Regions from separate parts of the Callithrix jacchus genome. Here region 2 is linked to region 1. Evidence: chromatin contacts called from public Hi-C data. All regions are on one chromosome and are shown on one strand. The core of a region is the stretch at or near the end of the contact, and the rest is flanking DNA. Distances in the headings are between cores, read along the strand shown. Region 1 overlaps LOC128930371. Region 2 holds the start of LOC128930370 (large ribosomal subunit protein uL23-like).

Evidence for each region. A called contact is a pair of places that touch in the nucleus more often than the background predicts.
Region 2: a contact with region 1 is called in a Hi-C map of skeletal muscle, with 4 times the contacts expected there. The contact joins the promoter of LOC128930370 here to the enhancer-like site in region 1. A contact is called at or near these places in 2 of 3 Hi-C or Micro-C datasets (both in skeletal muscle).

Annotation. Positions count from the first base shown.
Region 1 is chr21:23,449,586-23,454,788 of calJac240_pri, forward strand. The region is part of intron 2 of LOC128930371; the gene reads left to right. Among named protein-coding and RNA genes, the nearest start is that of USP25, 700 kb to the left of the region's middle. Within about 2 kb of position 3,041, at least 9 of the 16 cell types and tissues checked have an H3K27ac peak or open chromatin away from gene starts, as enhancers often do. A contact at or near this core is called in skeletal muscle, where this site is marked.
Region 2 is chr21:23,569,352-23,574,554 of calJac240_pri, forward strand. It overlaps LOC128930370 (large ribosomal subunit protein uL23-like), which reads left to right and starts at 2,542. Exons shown (of 5, transcript XM_078358612.1): 1 at 2,542-3,876.

The DNA of each region.
Region 1 (5,203 bases), core at 1,791-4,290:
GTCTTGGACAAAATCAAACACCTGAGGACAGAAACACTTGAGTATAGAAATGAATTGTATTCCAGTAGTAGGAAAATTTCTCACTCCTTTTAACTTAGGCATTGTATTAGTTTGCTACAAATAACAACTATAGACTGAATGGCTTAAACAACTGTTTTTTCACAATTCTGGAGGCAAGAAGTCCAAGCTCAAGGCGTTGGCAGGGTTGGTTGCTTCTCAGCCCCATCCTTTGCTTTGCAGATGGCCATCTTCTCCCTATGTCTTCACATGGTCTTCTCTGTGTTTTTGTGTCCTAACGTCCTCTCCTTGTAAGGACACCTGTCATATTGGATTAGGACCCTTCCTAATGATCTCGTTTAACTTAATTACCTCTTTAAAGAAACTAACTTTGGCTGGACCCATTGGCTCATACCTATAATCTTAACACTTTGGGAAGCCAAGACAAGTGGATTACCTGAGGTCAGGAGTTCAAGACTAGCCTGACCAACATGGAGAAACCCCATCTCTACTAAAAATGCAAAATTAGCTGGGCATGGTGGTGCATGCCTATAATTCCAGCTGCTTGGGAGGCTAAGACAGGAGAATCATTTAAACCTGGCTGGTGGAGGTTGTGGTGAGCAGAGATTGCACCATTGCACTCTAGCCTGGGCAACAAGAGCGAAACTCTGCCCCCCCCCACCACCAAAAAGAACCCACTAACTTCACATACAGTAGGATTTTGAGGTACTGGGAGTGAGGACTTCAGCATCTGAATTATGGGTGAGACACTATTCAGCCTGTAACAGTCATGATATGAACTAACTGCTATTGTGCATGAGATGTATAAGGCAAAGACAGAAAGAAGTAAGAGAAGTGATTACTGAGATCAACAACTGTTCCTGTAGGACTGCCATTCGATAGCTACTACAGATCTGTGTACATAGCAATGTGATAGTGGATGATTTGTAGATTAAACCAGTCACAGAAACAAGTTGAATATTTTCTTATATTGGAAAAAAGGAGAGGCACAAAAGAAAACATTTCCCAGCATTTTATTAGATTCCATAAGAATTCTGAGCATCAAACTATACAATGCTATATATGAAGCCAGATCCAATGGGAATCTTTTGATTTTATATATGGATCACTTTCAAAATAAGGATAGTAGCCTATTTGCTATGCAGTTTTATCATGACATGCATATTTAATTAATTGAGTCTTTCAGTTTTTGTGCATCTGTAAAGCCTAATAAATAGTTCAGCCTCTCTATAATCATCTTTGCTACCTCCTACCTGAGGAAATAACATTTTATTATAAAATTACATATTTTGTAATTTAGATCTCTAGTTTCTAAGATAAGAAAACAGACCTATCATTTGGGGAAAGAATAGAAACAAACTCTCTTCTTAAGGCAGTGGAAACAACTTTCTGAAAAAAAATTGAAGACTCACCTTTCTTGTATTCCAGAAACATTTCACTTTTGCTCATCTTCTGACTGCATTGTGAACCATCATAGCTAGATCAAAATTATTTATATTAATAAACAAAAACAAAAATTCTGTCTATTTGCCTTATGTGAAGAGATATCCCTTTGCCTGATGCAACAACAGAAACTAAAATCTCTAAATAAAAACGTGCTGACTTCTCTCACTGTCATTGTCCAATATGAAGGAATTTGGACAGGAGTAAAAGTAACTCAGTTATGGGCCTTGCTATTACACTCCTCTGAGCTTCTTTCTCTTTTCCACATGTTGAATGACTTACTGTTTTACTTTTGCCACATATATAATGTTTGGCTCCTATCTCATGTGCAATCAATCTTAATTATTGGATCTCCTGCTCCTCCTACAATCAGATCATTTCGATTATTACTTTAATTATACATTCCCTAACTAACGTCTCTCTAGTTTGTTTTTCCCTTCAAACTACCTGTGGGAATAATGTTTTGCAATTCAGAATGTGGATTTTGCACTTAGCCTAATAACGAAACAAGCTTAGAAATTTAGGTACAGTAAATTAGGTCACTTGGTACCTTTTCATACAAGGAAAGGAAACTTCTTATGTGCCTAGGTGTTGCTTTTGGAGGAACTTTTCTGAGTGTTGAGGAGTCAATACTCCTGAAACGATGTGAGTCTCTGGGACTCTGTGATGCCAACTTTCCATCTTGCTGTAGTCAAAGAGTTTCAGGTTGTAGTGAATGGGCACCATCTTTGTTCTTCGAGGTGTACTCTAGGTACCTTGTTTCTGTAGGAACACAAGGGCTATTTTCGTGTTAATTTGAGCATATGAAAAGAGTTTACATTGGAATTTCAAGGAAATGTAGGAATCCTTGTTACCTTCCAATCTAAAATTTTCTCCGTGATATAAAACATCAGCCTTCTTTTAAAATATCAGAAATTCCCCCAATGACAAGATCCAAATGCTGAACAACAAACAGTCTGGGTTTACCATGAGGAATAGGGTTAATATTTGCTCCCCAATGACAAATCTCAACCCAAAACAGATTTCAGCCAGGCAGCTAGCAAAGCTCTCGGGTGAACTGCACAGGCCATGGTGGGTGCAGAGCTCAGAGCCGGAAAGCAAACAGCTGCTGTAGCCTGATTTGAGTTAAAATAGTGTGAGTGTTTAGTCTGGCGCACGGCTTCAGGGGAGATTGGCAGCTGGGTCAAACAAAGTCCTTCCATTGGCTCTCTTCCCAGGCAGCTTCTGCTAGTGTTTAGGTACTAGTGCAGTGTAGAACCCTTTTCTCAGGCAAAATCTAACATCTGACCGCACCCTTTTTGCTATTTAAAAAAAAAAAAAAAGCTTCTTTTTTTTTCCCTTCTTTCGTTAAGATAAATTCTCCAGTAGACAACCTCTCCCACTAATTGTGTATTAGCAACGTATTTTATCTTGAGAGCTTGTGCACTAGGCTCTCAACGTGGTGTGGGAAGTAGCCTGTTACAGTGCTGGATTCATAAAAGGGCCTTTATGGTTTGTGAAAGAATATCTGTGTGCTTAGGCAGGAAACTTTTTGATCTGCAGAAAAGCCAGAAGACATCTAGGTAAGGCTGCGATATCAAATCTACTTTTTTGGGGGAAAATTGGGCAGTGAGACTGCTTAATCCCAACCAATGTGAGTTTAGAGGGTGCATGTTCACTTTTGTAGAAGTTCAAAATGTACTGACTATTGTTTGCTTATTTTTTGTTTGTTTGTTTAAATCTTAAAGGAATACTGTCGTCTGCATTTTTACGATTTTGTTTTCTTCTATTGAATGGATTACAGTGGATATAGAGTTTTATTATATAGCGAAATCTTTGTAAACTGCCACAGAAAGTGTTATTTAGAAGGGAAATTGACAAGTTTTAAAGAGTAATTGTACAATCATTTGAGGACAGAGGAACACTGCATTATACTAATAAGGGTTTAATTACCAAAAAAAGTTTAATGTTGCTTTGGAAGGAATATTAAGTAAGTTGTCTTTGTCTCTTACTTTTTAATTTTAGTCGCTGATTTAGCCTGTTGGGTCACATTTTTTGTTAGTGCTGAAGGCTGCCATGAATCCGTAATGAGGCCCCTTTGCACATGATTTTGGCACTTGGCCAAAATCAACTTCCCAGCGGCAAGCTTTCTCTAAAGAACCTGGAGCAATTTCTTTCTTTCTTTCTTTTTTTTTTTTTTGATCAGAAATCATGTCTGAAAGCTGCCACAACCAGTTGTATAGGCATGTCAAAATGACTTTATACAGTAAATATGAAACAAGCATTAAATATTTTTTCTTATATTGTTGCTTTTATTATCATTATGAATTCCTTGCTTGTTGCCATCTAAAATACGACAGAACAAGCACAGTGTTAAAGGTTTACTGATTTTTTGTTTTTCTCAGCACAGCAGAGTAGGGATGATCATCTTGTTGAGAAGTATGCAGTGCAAAAAGGTTTTTTAAAACAGTACAGGATAAATAACAGACGAATTCTTAAAACTGTTAATCTATGTAAGTAATACTCAGTGAACAGTAAGTAATGAAGTTTTCTAGAAGTTTCATTGTGCGCGCAATTAAGCTTAACATTTTATAGCGTTTTTGTCTATGTTAAAATGGAGCATTTGTGATTTTAAAAAAATGTCAGCATTTGTTGTATAATTTAAAAAACGGATTAACACTTTGATATTATTTCTAACAAGTGTTTTAACAGAAATGCTTGATATATAAACATGGCTGAATAACTTTAAGTAGTTGCGTTTAATTGCTGTTCTGCAATAAAAAGAAATTCTGAAGCTCAAAGGTACTTACATCTAATTTCTGGAACTGTTATTAATGTTGATATTACTATAACTGAATTTTGTTCTGTAAGCCGATTTCATATTCTAGTGTTTTAAGAGTTAAATTCATGAGTTGTAATGAAATACTATAGTAATCAAATATTAACAACCTCAAATTTTAATATAGCCATTTTCAGTAATATCTTTAGACATTAAAAATAATAGGTACACTACAGAATAATTAAAAGTAAAAAAAGTGGAATATCAGCTGCTCTATTTTTTTAAGAAATGTTATCACTATCCTAAATACTATTTTGTTTTGTATGTTAATCTGTAGTAATCCAGAGTGCAACTTTATTTTTCTAAAAAGTCATATTTCTCTTTAAAATACTGATGAAAATCATATTTTTTTTTAAGAGCGACCTAATTAAGAGATTTCTTAATAGGCATGTCTATCCTATATTTATTAGGGTATTTATATTTCCTTTAAAGTATAGAATGCTGCTAATTTTAGTGATAGAAAAGATCATGTTAATTTTATGTAAATTTTAGGATTAGAAAATGCAACCTGTTTTCCTTCAGGTCATTTTTTTGTAAAATATATGATTTATATTTGTTTTGCTGTCGACTGAATTATGGTACTATAAAATACTTTGCTATTAGTTTAACTGAGGTATGGAGTGTTTAGAATTTTCATATCAGTCAACATTAAAATCTACAGAAGTTATAAATTGTTATTAATAGAAATTTACTTAGATAAGTTCTTTGTATGTGAGTTCACAGCTGAATTCTCATTTAATGTAGTCTTCATTAATTTACATGAAAGAAGTTAATAAAGGTAAATATTTCAAAACTTGGATTAAAAACGAAACATTTTCACATTTATTGTCATGAAACAGGTGCAGGAAAAATAAGATAGCTTGTCTCATTGAGCATGATTCTCATTTAAAAATTATTTTTGAAAACAATTTTAATTTTAGCCCT
Region 2 (5,203 bases), core at 1,292-3,791, 120 kb after region 1:
TCTGTGTTTTCTGCTTTGTCTTTGCAGGTGTGCATGGGGATGGGACCAGAATTCTTTCTCTGCTGTTCAACTAGAGCAAAATGGTATTGCGTTCTGTCTTTCTAGGCTGTCTCTTTCTTGTTCCTTTGACTAGAGAGAACAGGCTTTTGTTGGAACTTTGTTTTTTGTTTGTTTGTTTTGTTTTGTTCGCACCAGTTGGTATTTCTAGGTTGCAGGCTTCTTCAGCTCTGAAGTTTTGATGTATAACATAAAAATTAAAAATCCATATTATTCCTTGAGTCCTTCAGTCTCTAGCTAGTTTTTCATCTTCTCTAAGCTTTTCAGAATGTCCTTAAATTTGTTTGATATGTAATGTGCCAGGATTTTAGTTGTACCTAGCAGGGGGATTAAGAAAAACTATTTTCTCCATCTTTCTAGAAGTGAAAGTCTATTACTTTGTTTCTTTTTAAAAATTGTTTTGGGCTAGGCACAGTGGCCTGTAATCCCAGCACTTGGTTGAGGCGGGTGGATCACCTGAGGTCAGGAGGTCAAGACCAGTCTGATCAATGTGGAGAAACCCCGTCTCTACTAAAAATGCAAAATTAATTAGCCAGGCGTGGTGGTGCATGCCTATAATCCCAGCTACTTGGGAGACTGAGGCAGGGAGAATCACTTGAACCAAGGAGGCGGAAGTTGTCGTGAGCCGAGATCACACCACTGCACTCCAACCTGGGCAACAAGAGCAAAATTCCATCTGTGGAAAAAAAAAATTGTTTTTAATTGGGAATGTGGCATGTCATTTTCACATTAGATTCTCTCAGAAAATTCAACAGAATTATACAAAATAATTTAATAATGTAATATTAAAAAGGAAACCTTCAGACAGAGAAAACATCTCTATCTGTAATTTATTTTTAATATCCATTTTACTTCCATTTTCCAATTTCTGTCATCAGTTTGTTTCTTGACAAGTTTGTCTCTTTTAGGACCTGTAACATATCTGTTAAGTAGTGAGCTTTTCTCACTTAAAAGTACTTACTGAATGACTTCCACTTGCGAGTCATGTCAGTTTCCTTCATTGTGGTTCCCCTGTGCCTATCAGAAGGCCTGACACATACTAGTACTTCATAAATAATCTGCTGCACAAGTGAATGAGAATTGGAAACTTAAAATTTTATTTCAATGAATGGGTCATCTACTTTCTTGTTTTGCTGAAGCATGGGACTTAAGTCCCTACCAAACACTCTTTACACATATGCTTAGGACACTAGCAGATTTGTCCAGAATTTTGCAATCTAGAAAAAAAGCAATTTTAATTTTAGCAAGTGTGAAAATTTTTTGTTTTATTGTTTAGAATTGCATTATTTTGAATTACAGTTGGGAAGGAGAACATGATGGTTCTCATGTGTGTGTGTGTGTGTGTATGTGTGTGCGCGTGTGCACGCACGCACACATTCACTCCTATAATTGCTAAAGAAAGTCACCTGAAGGGCATGGCACAAAAACAATCACAAATCATTTTTAGGTTATGTTTCCTAGATGGCTGAATCTTTTTCCTTTTTTCAGATTTGTTTTTATTAGACAAGTCACAGTTTGAATATCTTTGAAAGTCATTGTTATGTATTGTGCAGTGTATATGTTTATATGTGGAAGAGGGGCAATATTAATTCCTGTTGGGAAATTTGTGCAAACATAATCATATGTTAGATTCTCCAATTATTGGAACATTTAAAAAAATAAAGTCAAAGGACATGGTTCTTTTTAGTGCTACTCAGTATATTTGGTTTCATAATCATGCTTGTTTTCCTGCCTGGCTTTAAATTCTGCTTAAGGAAATTGTGAAAAATTTAATTCACTCTACTTTTATTATAAGAAATAGAAATGTTCATACATGGGAACTTTCATTGCCTGCTAGAATGGAAATTCACTGAGGAGGGGGGAACCATTTCATTTTACTACCTAAGAGCTGTTGATACAGTCCCTGCATCTTTCAAAGGCATCTTTCATGCCACACCGGCAAACTGTAGTCAGCGAAGAAACAGAAAGAGCCCTTCTCACATATGTCAATCTCAGAAAACTTGTACAGCAGCTGTGCTAGGTACTGATGAGGATGACTATAGGACCCAGTTGCAGGGTTTTGTGTGGATAAAGAGACAACTGGCTTTCTCAGAGGACCACTTTGTTGGAGATTGTAGCAATAATGCATCCCCACTGTTGCTAGAAGACATTGTGACCATGTACTACAAAATCAGTGCCAGATAAAATCAGAAAGTAACAAAAAGCAAGAAGAAAACTCGGAGTCTTTTTAAATCTTAAAGTGAGAGACGAAAACAAATGTTCTGGGCTTGTTTCATTCAATTGTAAGGAAAAGGAGACAGATGAAGGGATGCCTTTAACTCAGAAAACTTGCCCAGCTCTCAGTCTTTTCATTTGAGAACCATTTGGGTGTGTTGGGAAAAAAGTTGCAGAGTAGGCATGTTCAAACATTTATTTGCTACATTTGGTAGGGAAGATTTCCTCCCCCCGCCCCCCCCTTAACTACAGGAAGCCAGAGTTTTCTGTGCAAACGAAACAGGCATTGCAAGAATCAGATTCACTTTGGACGACTCTTCACATTCCAAGTCATCATTGCGTTAGGCAGCACAATTCCATCTCTGGTTGATGGGCAGAAAAAGTGGGCAGCTTGCCAGGTAGACGTTTCCATGACTCCCAGCCCCCAAAGGTGATGCGTTTTTCAGCTAATTCAATGAAGAGTGGGCTGAACTTTGGGTCTAAACGAGACAATAGCTGCCTTCGCAGTATCAGCAGAATGGTTGATGGGAATGCACTCTACATTTGGCAGAGAATCATGTGACCTTACGGCAGAGATTTTGTGATGGTGCCAACGGAGACTTGGAAAGCAGCAACCGTCCTGACTTTTTTCTTCTTTTCTAACATGGCTCAGAAAATGGTGGATCTTAATACTTGACTTTAGCCAGACTCAGCAAGCGACTGAGCTTTGAAGCACAACTTCGTCTTTATTCTGGGTTTTTGGCAGGCCACCAGGAGGCTGTCCCTTTCACGCCTGATAAATTCTGCTGCTTATCTCTAAATAGAAAAAAAAAAAGGAAAATAATAACAGAATATTGAGGCATAACAAGTGAATTCTAAAATTGTATGTACTTTATGTTTTTTTGCCTTTGACTGCTAATTTTTTTCTTTTCTTTTTTTTTTTTAAGTGTTAATTTAATACCCTTTCTGCTTGTAGAAGAATCCAAGTAGTTGGGTTTTTTTTTTGTTTTTTTTTTTTTTTTGGTTTATAATGAAACAGGCATTTGAACTGGGCAAACAGGACGACAGCAGCAGTGAGCATGAGATCATTGCATTGCAGCAGTGTAGCAAACTGGCACCCTGCCTTTGCACCCTTTGGTTCAGGAGACAAACGTGTGCAATCCTCATTTCTAAAGTCAGCACAGCCTGGAAGGATTCCTGGTCTCTCCCACCTTCTACCATTCTGCTGCCAGTGACGGCAAGGATTGGTGCAGCTTCTGCGCAGTGCTTTGTGCCTGGAATACCGAGAAGGAGGAAAAAGAAGACAAGCACCCTGGTCCTTAAGAAATTACAGGCGCCCTTGAAGAAAAAAATCTGAGTTTGTCCTACTACATGCAAGAGTGCTGGAAAAAAAAAAAAAAAAAAGACGCTCCTGCTCAAAAACAAAAACAAAAACAAACAAAAATCCAAACCAAAACAAACCAAAAAAAAAGCAAACATTGACTGTAACTACAGAGACATCGGGCTTTGTAAAGCAGCTTTTTAAGGCAATATATCCAAATGAGCCTTCTTTATTTTTATTATTTCAAACAATATGGCATAATTAACAATATATTGCACTTGGTGAAATCGTACCTTTCAAATCAGGTATAACTTTTTTGTTGTTTTTTTTCTTTTAAAGACTACTGTTATATAAAAGAGAATCCTTGAACTTTCCATTTACTCTTATTTGACTCATTGCCCACTTTACTCTTGTTAACTTTTTCCTTTTCCTCTCTTGCTCTAATCTTGATTAGAATAGAAACTTAAGTAAACATAGAAAAATCTCTATGAAAAAGACAATACATGTTTTTATGTGGGGTATACACAGAAGTTTTGGAAGGACATTAATGTATCTGTGCTTTTTGTGTCCAGTATTAGTTTTTGCTGTCTAAGAAAAGTGAATGTTTAGATCTAGTGGGTAAAAAAGTAAATCTTTCATGTGACTTATGCTTTGAAATGTGAAATAAGAAATTTTTTAAACTTGTAGTAAAAGGTTATATTAGAATATGCATTAAATTACTGATAAATAAGATTACTTTTGGGGAAGTTATATTCAAATTATTTATAAAGATTTCAGCAGAACAAAAATAGTAATGAAAAGAGCATGTTCTCGGTTGCTAGGTAGAAAAGAAGCTTCTTTCATAATAATACTCTCTTTTAAAATATGTTTTAAGAGAAGTATTTGTCCTAGAGCAGTTGCAAAAAGCATTGGAAACATTCATTAAGTATATTAGTAGAAAAAGTACATACAAACTTGTTTTAAGTTCAGAGCAATATTGCTCAGCAGATAAATGCATTGCATTGTAATTATTGTGTCTGTTTGTAGAAGTAAATTGCGAAGCAATTTAGGCATTTTATTAAAAAAACAGTTTTGCCTGGTTCAGTGTGAAAGGATTAGGAGATGCATTTGGTTATTTTAATTTTGATACAAAATGTTTCTAAACATGTGTTTAAAATATTTTTAAAAGAGAATGCTTTTGAAAAAGTCAGGATATATCAATGAAGACTATAATTTTCATACTAAGAATTGATGTTATAATATTTTGGTAAAAAATAAATTTGGTACTCTTATGATTTTAAAATCATATTTTATTGTATTAAAAATATGTAGGGTAAACAATGAGAAATATAGAACTGAATAATTCTGCCTTCGTGTTTGCTATTCTATGAACAATTACAGGAAATTACAAAATCCCTATATACTGATAACATTCAAATAAAACATTTTGTTGATTATTATTAACTAGTTATTTACAAAATAGCTCTTCTTCCTCTATGCTGCCTCAGCTAATGGTACACCAACTTTCACAGGCTTAATTAATATTGATAACCTGTTTCCATGTTTCAAGATCCTTTAGTTTAAAAACATTATTTTAAATGTGATTTTAGCAGCCATTAATCTCTACACTCTTAATTATCTTATTAAGCTCCA